Linked DNA regions of Mus musculus: all the other regions are linked to region 3. The links are chromatin contacts, called in public Micro-C, promoter capture Hi-C and targeted proximity ligation maps. All regions are on one chromosome and are shown on one strand. The core of a region is the stretch at or near the end of the contact, and the rest is flanking DNA. Distances in the headings are between cores, read along the strand shown.

What was found. Promoter capture Hi-C pulls out the DNA fragments that hold promoters and counts their contacts. A called contact is a pair of places that touch in the nucleus more often than the background predicts.
Region 1: a Micro-C map of embryonic stem cells shows a contact between it and region 3, with 9 times the contacts expected there. A contact is called at or near these places in 1 of 39 promoter capture datasets (pre-B cells) and 1 of 484 Hi-C or Micro-C datasets (embryonic stem cells).
Region 2: a contact with region 3 is called in a promoter capture Hi-C map of liver, with 2.4 times the contacts expected there. A contact is called at or near these places in 2 of 39 promoter capture datasets (the 3T3-L1 cell line and liver), 1 of 484 Hi-C or Micro-C datasets (embryonic stem cells) and 2 of 130 datasets of targeted methods (both in embryonic stem cells).
Region 4: a contact with region 3 is called in a promoter capture Hi-C map of embryonic stem cells, with 2.5 times the contacts expected there. A contact is called at or near these places in 2 of 39 promoter capture datasets (embryonic stem cells and pre-B cells).
Region 5: a targeted proximity ligation map of pancreatic cancer cells shows a contact between it and region 3. A contact is called at or near these places in 2 of 39 promoter capture datasets (cranial neural crest and liver), 1 of 484 Hi-C or Micro-C datasets (embryonic stem cells) and 3 of 130 datasets of targeted methods (embryonic stem cells and pancreatic cancer cells).

What each region holds. Positions count from the first base shown.
Region 1 is chr19:25,609,240-25,611,939 of GRCm38.p6, forward strand. It overlaps Dmrt3 (doublesex and mab-3 related transcription factor 3), which reads left to right and starts at 1,298. Exons shown (of 2, transcript NM_177360.3): 1 at 1,298-2,028. The coding sequence starts at 1,560.
Region 2 is chr19:23,074,552-23,077,251 of GRCm38.p6, forward strand. C330002G04Rik (a long non-coding RNA gene) reads right to left here and starts at 1,354. Exons shown (of 8, transcript XR_001782629.2): 1 at 1,206-1,354.
Region 3 is chr19:24,223,700-24,226,399 of GRCm38.p6, forward strand. Tjp2 (tight junction protein 2) reads right to left here and starts at 1,327. Exons shown (of 24, transcript NM_001376368.1): 1 at 1,152-1,327.
Region 4 is chr19:25,504,292-25,506,991 of GRCm38.p6, forward strand. It overlaps Dmrt1 (doublesex and mab-3 related transcription factor 1), which reads left to right and starts at 1,415. Exons shown (of 5, transcript NM_015826.5): 1 at 1,415-1,910. The coding sequence starts at 1,563.
Region 5 is chr19:23,139,940-23,142,639 of GRCm38.p6, forward strand. It overlaps Klf9 (Kruppel-like factor 9), which reads left to right and starts at 1,287. Exons shown (of 2, transcript NM_010638.5): 1 at 1,287-2,320. The coding sequence starts at 1,816.

The sequences.
Region 1 (2,700 bases), core at 48-2,547, 1.4 Mb after region 3:
GTTAACTTTCACCCACACAGTAAGAAGCGGAGCGCACGTTCCCAGGGGCCGCTAAAAGACCGTCCGGGACTTCCGTTGGCTCCTTCCCACTGAGTTGTTAAAGCGGTCCTGAGCCTACTTTATGCCTTGATTTTTGTTCGGTTGTTTTCTTGGTTGAGTGAAAAAAGGCAGCCTTCTCTACACGTACGTAGTAATACTCGACATTGGACAAACCAATACTGAAAACAAGCAAAGAGTATAAACGAAATTTATGCTGTAAAAAAAAAAGGCTTATGCAGTCTAAGGTTATACAGGAGACTCTTCATCGTCACGCAAAGATTGTTACGAGTAGGGTCTATTCCTTATTCTTAAGTAAAACACAGCGTCTGTGGGGATTTGAACTGGGCAATTCCGGACCTTGGCTGATTCAGTGGCCTTTGCGTGAACAAAATACCAGGTAACTTTGGGGCCACTAATGTGTCTTCTCCCTACACCCTCGGAAAGTTTAAACAGTGCTTAAGAAAAACATCCAAGAGAGCACTTGGCAGTCCAAGGCAGAGAGGTCATTCAAGGCAGAGATTGTTTATTTTAAAGACAAGAGGAGGTTAAGTAGAAAATTGAAGTTACCCTATAAAACGAGTTGTCTTCCTGAAGCCTGACAGATTAAAAAAAAAAATACTCATTTTTCTTCTGTAGCAATGAAAAAGAAACTAGATTGCAAAACCAAGCGAAGAATTCCCGAATCACTACTACCCCTCTTTTGATTCCTCTTGCCAGGTGGAGACTTTCCGGTTCTTGAAACCCGGTTCTCCCGGGGCCGACCTGCGGAGTACCCTCAATTCCCTCGCAAGCTCCGAATGGCTGAGGCCAAGGGTGGGAAGGAAAGCGGTCTAGGGCTCAGTGCTTCGAGGCCAGTGCTGGAGCGACGTGAGAGGGTAGGGGAGAGGCCTGCCGGCTGGCTTACAAACACCCACCCCCCTCCCCATCGTCCCCCGCCCCACACCCGGTCCGCCCAGCGCTCCCGCGGTACCGCAGCGGCGCAGTCCCTCCCGGCTCAGGAAGGGGTAACAGAGCGCTTGGCAGAGGGGGCTGTGAGCGCCCCCGCCTGAGAGGCCAGGCTGCAGGTGGCGGGGAAGGTGAGGTGCAGGAACCCGAGGGGTGCCTGCCAGGGAGGAGGAAAGCGCGTGGGGAGCGCAAGGAGGCTGGGACCCCGATTGGGGGGGGGGTGGCGGCGGGAGGGAGGAGGGACTGGGGGGGGAGGGTGGCGGAGGAGGTGCTGGGTCCAGTCTGCGAGGAAGGGACCAGGGAAGGAAGTGGCTCAGACCGTAATCAGAGCTCTCCCCGGCTCCTTGCAGCTGCTGGAGAGCCTCAGCGTGGGAGGACCTGCGGGTGGAGCCTGCGCCCCGAGAGCGGCGGGCAGAGAGGCGGCACGCGTGGGTACCGGCGGGCTGCGAGCGCCATCGGAGCCGGGGAGACTGCTGCCGTAGCTCCGGCCGCCGCGGACCTTCCGGGGCCTCCCGAGAGCGGGCCTCCGAGCTCTGTGCTCCAGCTCCCGCCGCCGGCCGGGGGGAGCCCTGGGCATGAACGGCTACGGCTCCCCCTACCTGTACATGGGCGGCCCGGTGTCGCAGCCGCCGCGGGCGCCCTTGCAGCGCACGCCCAAGTGCGCGCGCTGCCGGAACCACGGGGTGCTGTCCTGGCTCAAGGGCCACAAGCGCTACTGTCGCTTCAAGGACTGCACCTGCGAGAAGTGCATCCTGATCATCGAGCGGCAGCGGGTGATGGCGGCGCAGGTGGCGCTGCGCAGGCAGCAGGCCAACGAGAGCCTGGAGAGCCTCATCCCGGACTCGCTGCGGGCTCTGCCAGGGCCCCCGCCGCCGGGGGACGCTGCGGCCACCGCCGCTACCGCCTCGCAGTCGTCGCCAGCCTCCCAAGCGTCCCAGCCGCCCGCGCCGCCTCGTCCCACCGCGGAGTTGGCCGCGGCCGCCGCGCTGCGCTGGGTCGCGGAGCCCCAGCCCGGGACGCTGCCAGCGCAGCTTGCTAAACCAGGTGAGAGCGTCTGCGGCGCTGGGGTCGCGCTCCGAATGAGGGAGCTTCGAGGGCTCTTCGGGATCGTGGGGGAAGGCCGAAGACAAGTTTGTGGGAAGTGGACCTGGTTGGACCTGCCCCACCCCCACCAGGCACCGGTTCTTACTCTCCCGGAAAGGGGGTCTCGAGAGTCTGAAGCCGATGGAACCCAGGAGCCCGCCAGAGGGGCCAACCAGATCGCCTGGCTGTGTCCCTATCGTCAGAGGCTTTCCCCGGGTTGAAAGGGAACATAGCAGGTCAATTTTAAAAATAAAATGATGTCTTGGGGAAGACCGACTTTAAACACACCACAATGAGGAGGGTTATCCGGGCTGCGGGTTTTAGACGGGTGGGGGCTCTCACTTGGAGCGAGGGGGTAAGTAGGTGCTGGCTAGCAGTCAGGGCCCAGTGCTTTGCTGTTTCTAGGTGATTCTTGGCTTGGTCCGGAACAGGCGTTTTGTCTCTTACTTAAAGGAACTAGGAGTCGTTTTGTTTTTTTTAGCCAGGCTAAGAGGCCTCAAGACTTAGAATTTGAAAAAAAAAAAAAAAAAAAAGGCGCCTTTTAAGAACTCTAAGGAAAAGGCTCCAAAGTGAAGCTACTTAACTCTCTTTTGCTGAACTACTTCTTTGGTCCTTTATTGCCATTTCCCGGGC
Region 2 (2,700 bases), core at 104-2,603, 1.1 Mb before region 3:
ACAGAAAAACCCTGTCTCGAAAAACCCTGTCTCAAAAAACCAAAAAAAAAAAAAAAAAAAAAAAAAAAGAAGAAGAAGAAGAAGAAGAAGAAGAAGAAGCACATTTGAGGCCTGCCACTGGTCACGTGGGTGAAATCTGAAGTCCACAGTCTCCCAGTTTGAGCCTCCAGTTTGAGCCTCCAGTTAATGATATCTTCAGACTACACCTTGATCGAAGCTTTATGAGACATGTCACGTGACCAGATCTCACTAAGTCACACCCAGGTCTCGATGTTCACTGATGGTTGGCGGAAGTAATTTTTGTTCCCTATAGTATGAGAGGGTACATGAGACTGGTTGCTCACACTAGTGTGAGTCAGGAATCTGGGAGCAATGAAGGCTTATCTCTCTTTCCTCCTTTCTCTTTTCATTCCTTCTGAGCCTCTACCCATGAGATGATGCCACCCACTTAAGGGAGGGCCTCCCCTCCTAGGTTAGTTGTCTTTGAAAATGACCCCCATAGAAAAAACTAAATATGTGCCTCACTAATGCGCTATGTACGACTAAATCCAATCAAGTGGACAAAAATTAACCAGCACAAGTTCACCTTTGAACCAGCAGTGATCACACATGCCTTTAATCCCATTACAGAGGCAGGCGAATCACTTGAGAGATGAGTTTGAGGCCAGTCTGGTCTACAAAACAGGTTCCAGGGCTACATAATGAGACCCTGTCTCAAAAATACATACATACTTATGTAGGGATGGTGCTGATGCTAAGGTCCTGTTCTCCAATTGGTTGTTGATCCATCAATAAAGATGCTAGCGGCCAGTGAGCTGGGTGAAATAGGCGGGACTTCCGGGTCCCCGCAGGCAAAGTAGCAGACACAGGAGAACTAGGAGGGGGTGGAATGGGGTAAAAGAAGGAGGCTAGTGGCTGCAGGAGATAAAGCCGACCAGCCAAGAGGGTTTTCCATTAGAGTGGCCAAGGAAACAGAGCCATTCAAATTATGTAGCTCCATGTGCATCCCGCATCAAAATTCTCAGGGGCATCATAGAGACTCTAACAGCCATTGTGGCCCCCCACTCAAGCTCTGAAGCCTCTCTTCGGAGCCTGTTCCCTCCGTAGCTGCAGTTTTCAGCAAATGCCCCATGTTTCTGACATCTCCAACAGCCTGGGGTCTCCCCTGTATCTTAGACTTCATCTTTATAGTTTTAAGCACTAACCTTTCAGGGCCTCGATGTAGGGAATCCAACCCAGCCATACATTGCCTGGCTTTGGCAGCTTTCCATGCAAGCCTCCTTCGGCAAGCCTCCATGCGCCCCTCATTCTTGAATCCTGTGTTCTTGAAGAATCAACAACACTTGGATGAATCAAAGTTCTGCCCTCAGTTTGAGCTGTAACCTGGGTCACGTGGGTCACAGCTGTTGGGCCTGGGGGGGTATCCATTCAAGAATTAACCAGAGAAACCATCCCCCTAAGCAGCTACATTCCAGGAGGCTTTGCTAAAGCTCTATCTTTCCAGGAACACTCCTTTCAAATGAATCTGCATTACACTTAGCGGCTCCCCGTGGGTGGGCCCTTACCCTCAAGGCCTGCTTCCTAGAGTCCCAGAGTGTCTCTTCTATTTAATGGCACTTATCTCTTTAACCATCACAGACACTTTCTCTGCATCTGCCTTGTTCTTTTTTTTTTTTTTTTTTAAGATTTATTTATTATATCTAAGTACACTGTAGCTATCTTCAGACACTCCAGAAGAGGGTATCAGATCTCATTACAGATGGTTGTGAGCCACCATGTGGTTGCTGGGATTTGAACTCCAGACCTTCAGAAGAGCAGTCGGATGCTCTTACCCACTGAGCCATCTCACCAGCCCCATCTGCCTTGTTCTTAACGTTAAACTCACCCTTACGTTGCAGGACATTTATTTGTTCTTTCTTCATTTACTGCTCTCTCAATAAACCTGGATCTGTATGTGAGTCACAGTCGTGACATTCCATTACTGGTCTTAAGATTTCCTTCAAATGACTTAGTTTTGTTTGTTTGTTTGTTTTTGTTTTTGAATTAGCCTCAATCAGGTTCTAGGACATGGAAGGATGCAGACACAGTCTTTTCTTTCTTCCTTTCTCTCTCTCTCTCTCTCACTTTCTCTCTCTCTATCTATTCTATGTACATTGTGGTTCTCCTCGAACACACCAGAGGAGGGCATCTGATCCTATTACAGATGTCTTTGAGCCACCAAGGGGTTACTGGGAATTGAACTCAGGACCTCTGGAAGAAGAGCCAGTGCTCTTAACTGCTGAGCCATCTCTCCAGCCCTACAGACAGATTCTTGGCCAGAATGTAACGTGAATGGCTTTTAGTCCGGTTTCTAGTAGAGTCCTTGCTCTGTCCTTCTGAAATCTCTTGTCTGCATCTCCACTGGCAGTTTTGTATTCCAGATGCCCAACCCAAAATGTTCCATTATGTTTTTCTTACAGTGTTCTGGGTCTTCATTCACCTGCAACTCCAAGTTCATCCACCATCAGCCATGAGCCATACGGTCAGGCATCCACAGTGTTAACCATACTCTTGCTTCTCCGTTTTCTGTACCCCGTTTTATTTTTTATTTTTTTCTGTTGCTGTGACAAAACATTTGATAGAAAGCAACTTAAGAAAGGAGCGGTTTAGTTTTGCTTCCAGATTGAAAGATGATATTCCAAAATGGTGAAGAGGGCACAG
Region 3 (2,700 bases), core at 77-2,576:
ATGTTAGCCAAATATCTTCAAATCTCAATAAAGAGCCAATGGCTCTGGGGGCGGAGTGGGTAGGTCCAGTGTGGCTGTACTGTCTGTCCCCATTTTTAAAATAGCATTCAGATTTAAGGCTGAGTAGGAGTCCGACGTGATTCATTCCTTAGCTGGGCACCGCCACTTTTCTTGGGCCAAAGGTTCCCAAAGGTCAAAGTGCAAATAGATCCCAGGGCTAACAGGTCTAGGGTGCGGCCTGAAACCTGGGTTTTCAAGAGGCCCCCAGGCAATGTCCCAGAATCCCTCTCTCCTTACCAGGAAACTGGTCTTTCAAATGAACTAGGAAAGTCGGGAAACTTTTAGAGGCCAGAGGAGCCTCTGAACAGAACCCGCACACCTGCGGACCTGGGAAGGCGCGGTGGACAACTCAGAGACAGTAGCTCAGAAACCCTCTCGCACACTGCAGCAGCCTGGAAAACACCCTTTTCAAGCTCGGAGAATGCTTGGCATTCGGTGGCCTTTTTCCAACATAAAAATCTCCAACTCGGCTTTGACTGAGAGTCCCATAGAAAAGCCACGGAAAGCAGCCCTGGAGAGCTGACAACGCCCTGTGTTGACAACTCGGCTCGTCCTTTATAAAAGAGTCGAAAGACCCCAAATATATATATACACACACACACAAAGTCGAATTAAATGTTTCACAAAGCGACGGGACTGTTTTCCTGTCGGCGGCGGGGGAGGGGGCAGACTCATGGTCACCAGGATCGCCCCCACCTGCACACAGACACCAGCTTTCCCTCGCTCCGCGCCCGTTCAGGTCACCCACCCCTTAGATACCATCGCTGCCAACAGAAACCCAAAGGCCCTCTGAATCTAGCAGAAGAGACGCTCTGCGGGAGCGAAACAATGTCCCCGCCTGGAAGGACAAGGAGGAGCCAGGCACCTGTAGCAGCGGCGTAAACTCAGATCCCGGGTGACCCTAAGTCAACCCCGGTGATGCGAGGCTGCCCAAGGGTGGGAGATGGAAGTACGCACGCAAAAAGCAGTGCTCAAGAAATCACATCCCAAACCCCACGGGGACAACCGGCGTTCACGCACGCTGCCCCGCGGCGAGCCAAGGCTCCAGAGCAATCTTGTACCCCGGGAGGGACAGAGCCGCAGGTACTCGCCTGGAGAAGGGGGGCGGCGGCAGCCAGCAGAGTCAGCGCGCAGAAAGCGACGGTCCCAGGCGTCGGGCGGCGCAGCGCGGGCAGCGCCTGTCCGGAGGCGGAGTGCCGCGGGCTGCCGCAGCAGGCGGGAGCCAGTGACCTCCGCCACCGGCCGTTCCTGGGTATTGTTGTGACTCAACCTATTTCCTGTTTGGAGGGCTAGAAGAAAGGGGGACAAGTGCCTATCTAGAGTGTGTGTGGTTAGGGGGAGGGTAGATGGGCGGTGGCCATCACCTGCTTCCTCCAGACCCGGAAAAAAAAAAAAAAAGTAGCTCGCGCCACTTTGGGTCGTCCTGTTGGCGGAGGGGGAGGCCTCACCGGCGCCACCCAGCGGTGGGGCAGGGATTGAGCGACGCTTCCGCCTCTTTTCTCAGCAAAACCCCCAAGCTTCGGCTCAAGAGTATAAACATTCGCAGGGTTTATCTAATTCGTGCCCAGATCTGCTTTCAGTCTTTCCGCAGGTGCTGGCGAGGAAAGGTCAGTCACCCCTCAGAAACCACGGGAAGGGTGTTTGTGGGTCACTGTATGTATACGGTAGGGGAGTGGAACGGGTTGATTTTTGTTTGGGGAAGAAGAGAAACGGGTAATGGTATCGGTGAAAGATAAGTTTTAAGATCAATTTCAATCCCCCTCCCCCTCCAACCTCCCTGGTTCTCTGGCTCTGAGGCTCCAATCCGGAAATACCGGTTCCTCTCGGGGGACAATAGGTGAGGGCGGAGCACTAAGCCCAGAGCCTGCTTAGTCACACCGCGGGGAAGGAGGAATGTGCCTAGTGCCCAAGGCTGCACCCGGGGCGCAAGTTCGCCTTCCATTTAACCTAGTCTGGTTAAAAAATCCTAGGAAGAAAAAAAGAAAAGAAAAGAAAAAGAAAAAAAAAAAAATAAAAAGAAAAGCTGGATAGTGGTAGCGTATGCCTTTAATCCCAGCCCTTGGGAGGCATAGGTAGACGGATTTCTGAGTTCGAGGCCAGCCTGATCTACAGAGTGAGTTCGAGGATAGCCAGGCTACACAGAGAAACCCTGTCTCAGGGGGGAAAAAAAATCCTAAGAAGATTCCAGGGTACAGGATAAAAGTTGTGGTGATGGCGAGATGGATAGTGGTGATAGTTGTGCGGTGTGAATGCTCGCACTTGCCCACTGCGTTGCAATTTTAAGTATTTTAGTTTGCTTTTTTAAAAATCCTGTAAAGGATGCTGAGGTTCTATTCCAGGCAACTTCGCGCACGAGCGCCCTCTCCTCCCCACAAAACCCTTTCGCCAGGAGTAACTATGTCAACTGAGACACTCTCTCAAGGAAAAAAAAAAAAGAACAAAAACAACAACAACAAAAACAAAACCCCAACAAGAGAAACCAGGAGTGGTAGCACAGATTTGTAATCCCAGAGCTGGGGAGACAGATCCTTGGATTTACCAGCCCCCGAAAAATGAAAGACCCGGTCTTATAAACCAACATGGACAGATCCTGAGGAACAGGTGTTATCAGACCTGCCAATACACACACACACACACACA
Region 4 (2,700 bases), core at 165-2,664, 1.3 Mb after region 3:
CTGTACTGGACTTCATCTTGTATGTATGTAGTTCAGGCCGGCCTGGAATTCACAACTCCTCAGTTGCTGAGATAACAGATATTAGCTGCCAGGCTAGACATTCTGATTTAGTGATTTATTGGGGAGTGCAGACTTTGAGAGACACAGGAATCTGGACATTGGTTGAGCTGATCTTGAGGGCATTTGCTCCCCCAAGTGAAGCCAGAGGACAGAGGACACTGGCAGAGAGCAGGTGGGAAACCTAGGAAAGGCTCCAGAGTGATGGAGCAGGGGATGGGGGTTGGGTTGTGACGTTCATTTCCATACAATAAAATAGATCTTAGCATGGAATGAGTTTTGAGTAATGTTTCCATCTGCATGATCCCTCTCCCAGATTCACATTTTGTTTGTTTTTAATTTTGGGTGCTGGATCTCTCTACTTAGCCCAGGCTGACCGCAAACTTAGGGTCCTTTAGCCTCTACCACAGTGAGGGAATTACAAATTCTGTCACGCTGCTTGGCACCAGTTCAGTTTCTCTCTCTCTCTCTCTCTCTCTCTCTCTCTCTCTCTCTCTCTCTCTCTCTCTCTCTCTCTTCCATTTTAAAAATCTATTTACTTATGTATTCCAAGACAGGGTCTTTATAACTCTAAACGGCCAGGAACTCATTACGTGGCCATAGACTGGCCTTGAGCTCACGGTGGATTTTCTGCTTCAGCCTTCCAGGTGCTGAGATGACAGTATGCCTAGTCACATTTAGTTTTGAAATGCCCGAGATCCACACGCCTGCAGAGTCCTTAAAGGAAGTTGCATCAGAGGCAAAAGCTATCTACTACAGCAAACGGCAAAGCAGGCTAGAGGGGAACCACCTAATGTCACATTGATCTATCTGGAGCCAGGTGGTAGAAATCCTGAGAGCAAATAAACAGGGCTGTGGGAGGCAGAAAGCCCAGGCCTTCAACTTTTGGGGCGCGTGAGCCCCACGAACTGCAAAAACACAAGACTCCGGCTTTTCTTGGATGTTCAATCTGTCTCACTCTTATAATAAGAGGGTGGGAGTGGGGGTGGGGGGAAGAAAATTGCTGCCAGTCTCTGTTAGCCAAGAGGCCTCTATGGGCGTTAGGGGTGAGGGAAGGGAGCTAGTCGACCACACAGGGTGGTCTGCACCTCCTCCAAGCAACCATTGGCGCTCAGCTCAATTCCTTGGAGCTGGGCGCGCAGAGAGAGTTCCTCGTGCTGGTGCGCTGCACACGGCTGAGGTTTGTAGCAATTTTGCAGCTGGTGCAAGCTTGCACTCAGCAGAAGCGCAGTGGATGGAGTTGGGGGACAGTGGGCGTGGCCACGCCGCGTAGCGCCCTCTCCCGCCCACGCAATCCTCGGAAGGTTCTGAAAAGTATCCAAAAGTCCTGGGCTAGGCGCGCCAAAAGGGGAAAAAAAGAAAAAAGAAAAAAGAAAAGAGGTACAACCCCCCACCCACTCCCCGAGCTCTTCATTTAGACTACAGGTCCAGCTGCGGTGCACCCGCCTCCTGCGCGCCTTCTAGGCAGCCGGCTGGGTGGATCCGGGAGCGGGAGACGAAGCTCCATGCCGAACGACGACACATTCGGCAAGCCCTCTACCCCGACGGAGGTTCCTCACGCTCCCGGGGCCCCGCCGCAGGGCAAAGCCGGAGGTTACAGCAAAGCTGCCGGGGCGATGGCTGGAGCGGCTGGAGGCTCGGGCGCGGGGGGCAGCGGAGGTGCCTCGGGCTCCGGGCCGTCGGGCCTGGGTTCTGGAAGCAAGAAGTCCCCGAGGCTGCCCAAATGCGCTCGCTGCAGGAACCACGGCTACGCGTCGCCGCTCAAGGGCCACAAGCGCTTCTGCATGTGGCGGGATTGCCAGTGCAAGAAGTGCAGCCTGATTGCGGAGCGACAGCGGGTGATGGCCGCGCAGGTGAGTCCGGGCTCCCGGGGAAGCCTGCAAGATGCGGGGGTGGGGGAGCATCGACGGACGCCGGCTTGGGCGAGCCGCGGTCCAGACGCCGGGGTCGGGGTCGGGGTGGGGGTGGGGCGGCGATGGAGGGTTGCGGGTTCCGTCTGCTTGAATCCCGCGGATTTGCGGCGCGGGGTGGGGTGGGGGTGGGGTTGTTCCGAGCAATGAAGTGGGATTCGGGCTGCACACGTGCACCCTCGCCATCGGTAGACGAGTGGCTCAGTATTTAACTCTGCACGGGGTTCTCTTCATTCTGACCTCGTCTTCCAGCTGAATTTCGGGGTTCGCCACGCACTTGGGCCCCCATAGTCTCCAAGGGCGCTCTGCGAACGGAGTCGCGAGATTCCCTGAATCAGAAAACCCCGGGACCAGGAATGTTTGGGCGTCGGTGGGGGTGTCCCGAGATTCAAACTTTGCTGGCAGACTGGAGGGGTTTGCTCCACTGGGAGAGCTGCCATGATTTTAAACTACTTCCCTAGCTGAAAATTGAGGGGTTCGCTCCTCCGGGAAGAATCTCCATAGCCCCGAACCTCTCGTTACACAGACATTGAGTTGCGGGGATTCAGGCCCTTAGGGTCCCTGGCTTCATGGGCCAGGTTTCACCCAGGTGGCGCGGGAAGGTGCTGCTCCTGGGCCTTTCTGGAAAAGTCCTCGGGATGGGCGGGAGCACAGCGTGTTCGCGCATCAGTTGGCGCACTTTCCGGGTTCGCCCCGCGGACCCGGGCAAGCGTCTCAGCCATTTTGAAAATGC
Region 5 (2,700 bases), core at 37-2,536, 1.1 Mb before region 3:
TAATTGTTGACCAAGTAAAGCCACAAGATTCAGTTGTTAAGGCTCTCTGGATGATTCCAGTTCTCAGGACTATTTAACACAGTTAATATTTCACAGGGGTGGCTCCTCTAAAGCAGAGTCAGGAATCGGGAACCCTGTGCTTTTTTTTTTTTTTTTTTTTTTTTTTTTTGAGTTCTGCGGTCGTCTACCTGATAAGGTAGACCAGTCTTGTTCTCTACAATTGTGAAGCAAGAGGAAGGAAAGGCTTGCCCAGCAGGAACAGGGAGGAGTCCCTACAAAGAAAAGGATTTTTTCAAGTTATGCAAATGCAATGTCTTATTGGTCTCAGTTTATGGGTTAAGATAGCTTCAAGACAGAGCGAATTTAGAGTCAAAGGCGCCCAAGGAAGTAGGAGGTTTAGCAAAATGCCAAGATGGCGGTGCTTTTGTGTAAGAACCATTTAATACGGAACCGGATCTTTTGTTAGCTGTGAAAAATTTTAGATGAATTTCTCTTGGTTAATGTGTGGGGTGAAAGAACTTTTAAACATCTAAGTGCTGCATTCCAAACAAGAACGAATTGATGCTGTCTCATCCGAGTCTGTCCTTGGACAACGTGGCCTGCCATATCGAGGGTTTAAAATTTGACTCACACTTAGTTTATTAAGCACCCCGTCCTTCCATCTATATTTTAGAGTTAGCACCAGCAACACAAATATGAAAAGATCTGTCCGATTCACTTCTGCTCCGCAGGTTTACAAGTGTCGGGCGCTTCCTTTTGGAACGCCCTTCTGATTGGCTGAGCCAATGCCAGTGACATCAACCAACTTACTTTTGATTGGAAGCCTGGTTGCTGGGACTGTAGCGTTTGCAGGAAGTCACTTAACTGTTTGAGGGCTGGGAACCCGAAGTTGAAGTTCTGTTTCGTCCCTAGGGATGGGCGTAACTGCCTAGGGGAGAAGCGTTCCCAAGCCACGCCAGCTGGCACGTGGGCCGGGAGGCGTAGGCGCGCGCGCGGTCTGGGCGGCATCTGCGGGGATGCGCAGCCGCTGGTTGCCGGGCTCCGAGCAGTTTCCCTTTTAAATGTCAGCGTTCGGGGCTGGAGGGGCAGCACGCGGCGGCGGAACGGAACGGTCGGATTGGCCGCGCGCCGTAGTTCTAGACGCACCTCTCCACCGAAGGGCCCTTCTGACTGGCAGGGGGAGAAAGTAAACAGAGTTGAATCACCCTCCCCACTGGCCAATTGGAGGGGGCCTGGATTGTGACGTGATGGGATTCTGCGAAATTGTTACTGAGCTGGAGAATGCCGGAGAGGCGCGGCGCGGCAGGACCAGGGGCTCAGCGGCCGTCGGCGGACGCGGGAAGAAGTGTCTCGTAGGCGCGGAGCCCCACTCAGCCCCGGCCCCCCTCGTCCGCGTACTCGGCTGATGCCCCGGGGCGTCAGCTCGGCGGAGAGGCGGTCGAGGACGTGCGCCTGGCTCGCAGTTGGCTTTCTCTGGGACTCCGACACGTTTGCAGTCGAATAAACTTGCGACCGCCACGTGTGGCATCTCTCCGAGGAGGGCGCGCCCATCGTGGGATCGCGCGGGGCGCCGGGCAGGGCGGCGGCGACAGCGGCGGAGCCGGCCGCGGCTGCTGCGTGCGGAGGCGCTGCCGGTTACGTAAAGATGAGGGGCTGAGGTCGCCTCGGCGCTCCCGCGAGTCGCAAGCTCCCGCGCCCCCGCCCCCTCGGCCGCGCCGCACCGCGCTCGTCGTCCGAGGCCAGGGCAGGGCTAGCCGAAGCTCCGCAGCCACCTTCAAGTTTGGCCGCACCGCCCGGGCTGCCGTCGCCCGCACCATGTCCGCGGCCGCCTACATGGACTTCGTGGCTGCCCAGTGTCTGGTTTCCATCTCCAACCGCGCCGCCGTGCCGGAGCACGGGGGCGCTCCGGAAGCCGAGCGGCTGCGACTACCTGAGCGCGAGGTGACCAAGGAACACGGTGACCCGGGGGACACCTGGAAGGATTATTGCACGCTGGTCACTATCGCCAAGAGCTTGTTGGACCTCAACAAATACCGACCCATCCAGACCCCCTCGGTGTGCAGCGACAGTCTGGAGAGTCCCGATGAGGATATAGGATCCGACAGCGACGTGACCACCGAATCTGGGTCGAGTCCTTCCCACAGCCCGGAGGAGAGACAGGATTCTGGCAGCGCGCCCAGCCCACTCTCCCTCCTCCACTCTGGAGTGGCTTCGAAGGGGAAACACGCCTCCGAAAAGAGGCACAAGTGCCCCTACAGTGGCTGTGGGAAAGTCTATGGAAAATCCTCCCATCTTAAAGCCCATTACAGAGTGCATACAGGTTAGCGGCGTCGCCTCTCCCCCGCTTCGGGCTTTAGCTAACCTTTGGCCGGCCAGCATTCCTGGGCGCCCAGGACACCGCACTCGGCCTAGAGGCTGCAAACATTTTGGAGAAGATGCTGCTTAACTCCTGCACTCTCTCCTTACTTGGCTCCAACCTTTAGGAGCCACCCGAACCCACCCCCACCCCCCCAACCGCCGCTCTGAGCAAGTGGCTTGCGTGGCTCGGCCTGGAGCCGGCCCGCCCCTCCCTTACCCGCCCCGCCCCCGGGACTCCGTACCCCGCCGCTGCGGGGTCGCCCCACCTGGGGAGACGCTGGGGGGTAGGGTAGTCAAATGGCGCAGCTTTTATCCCATTCCCTGGTGGGGTTGCAACGGAGG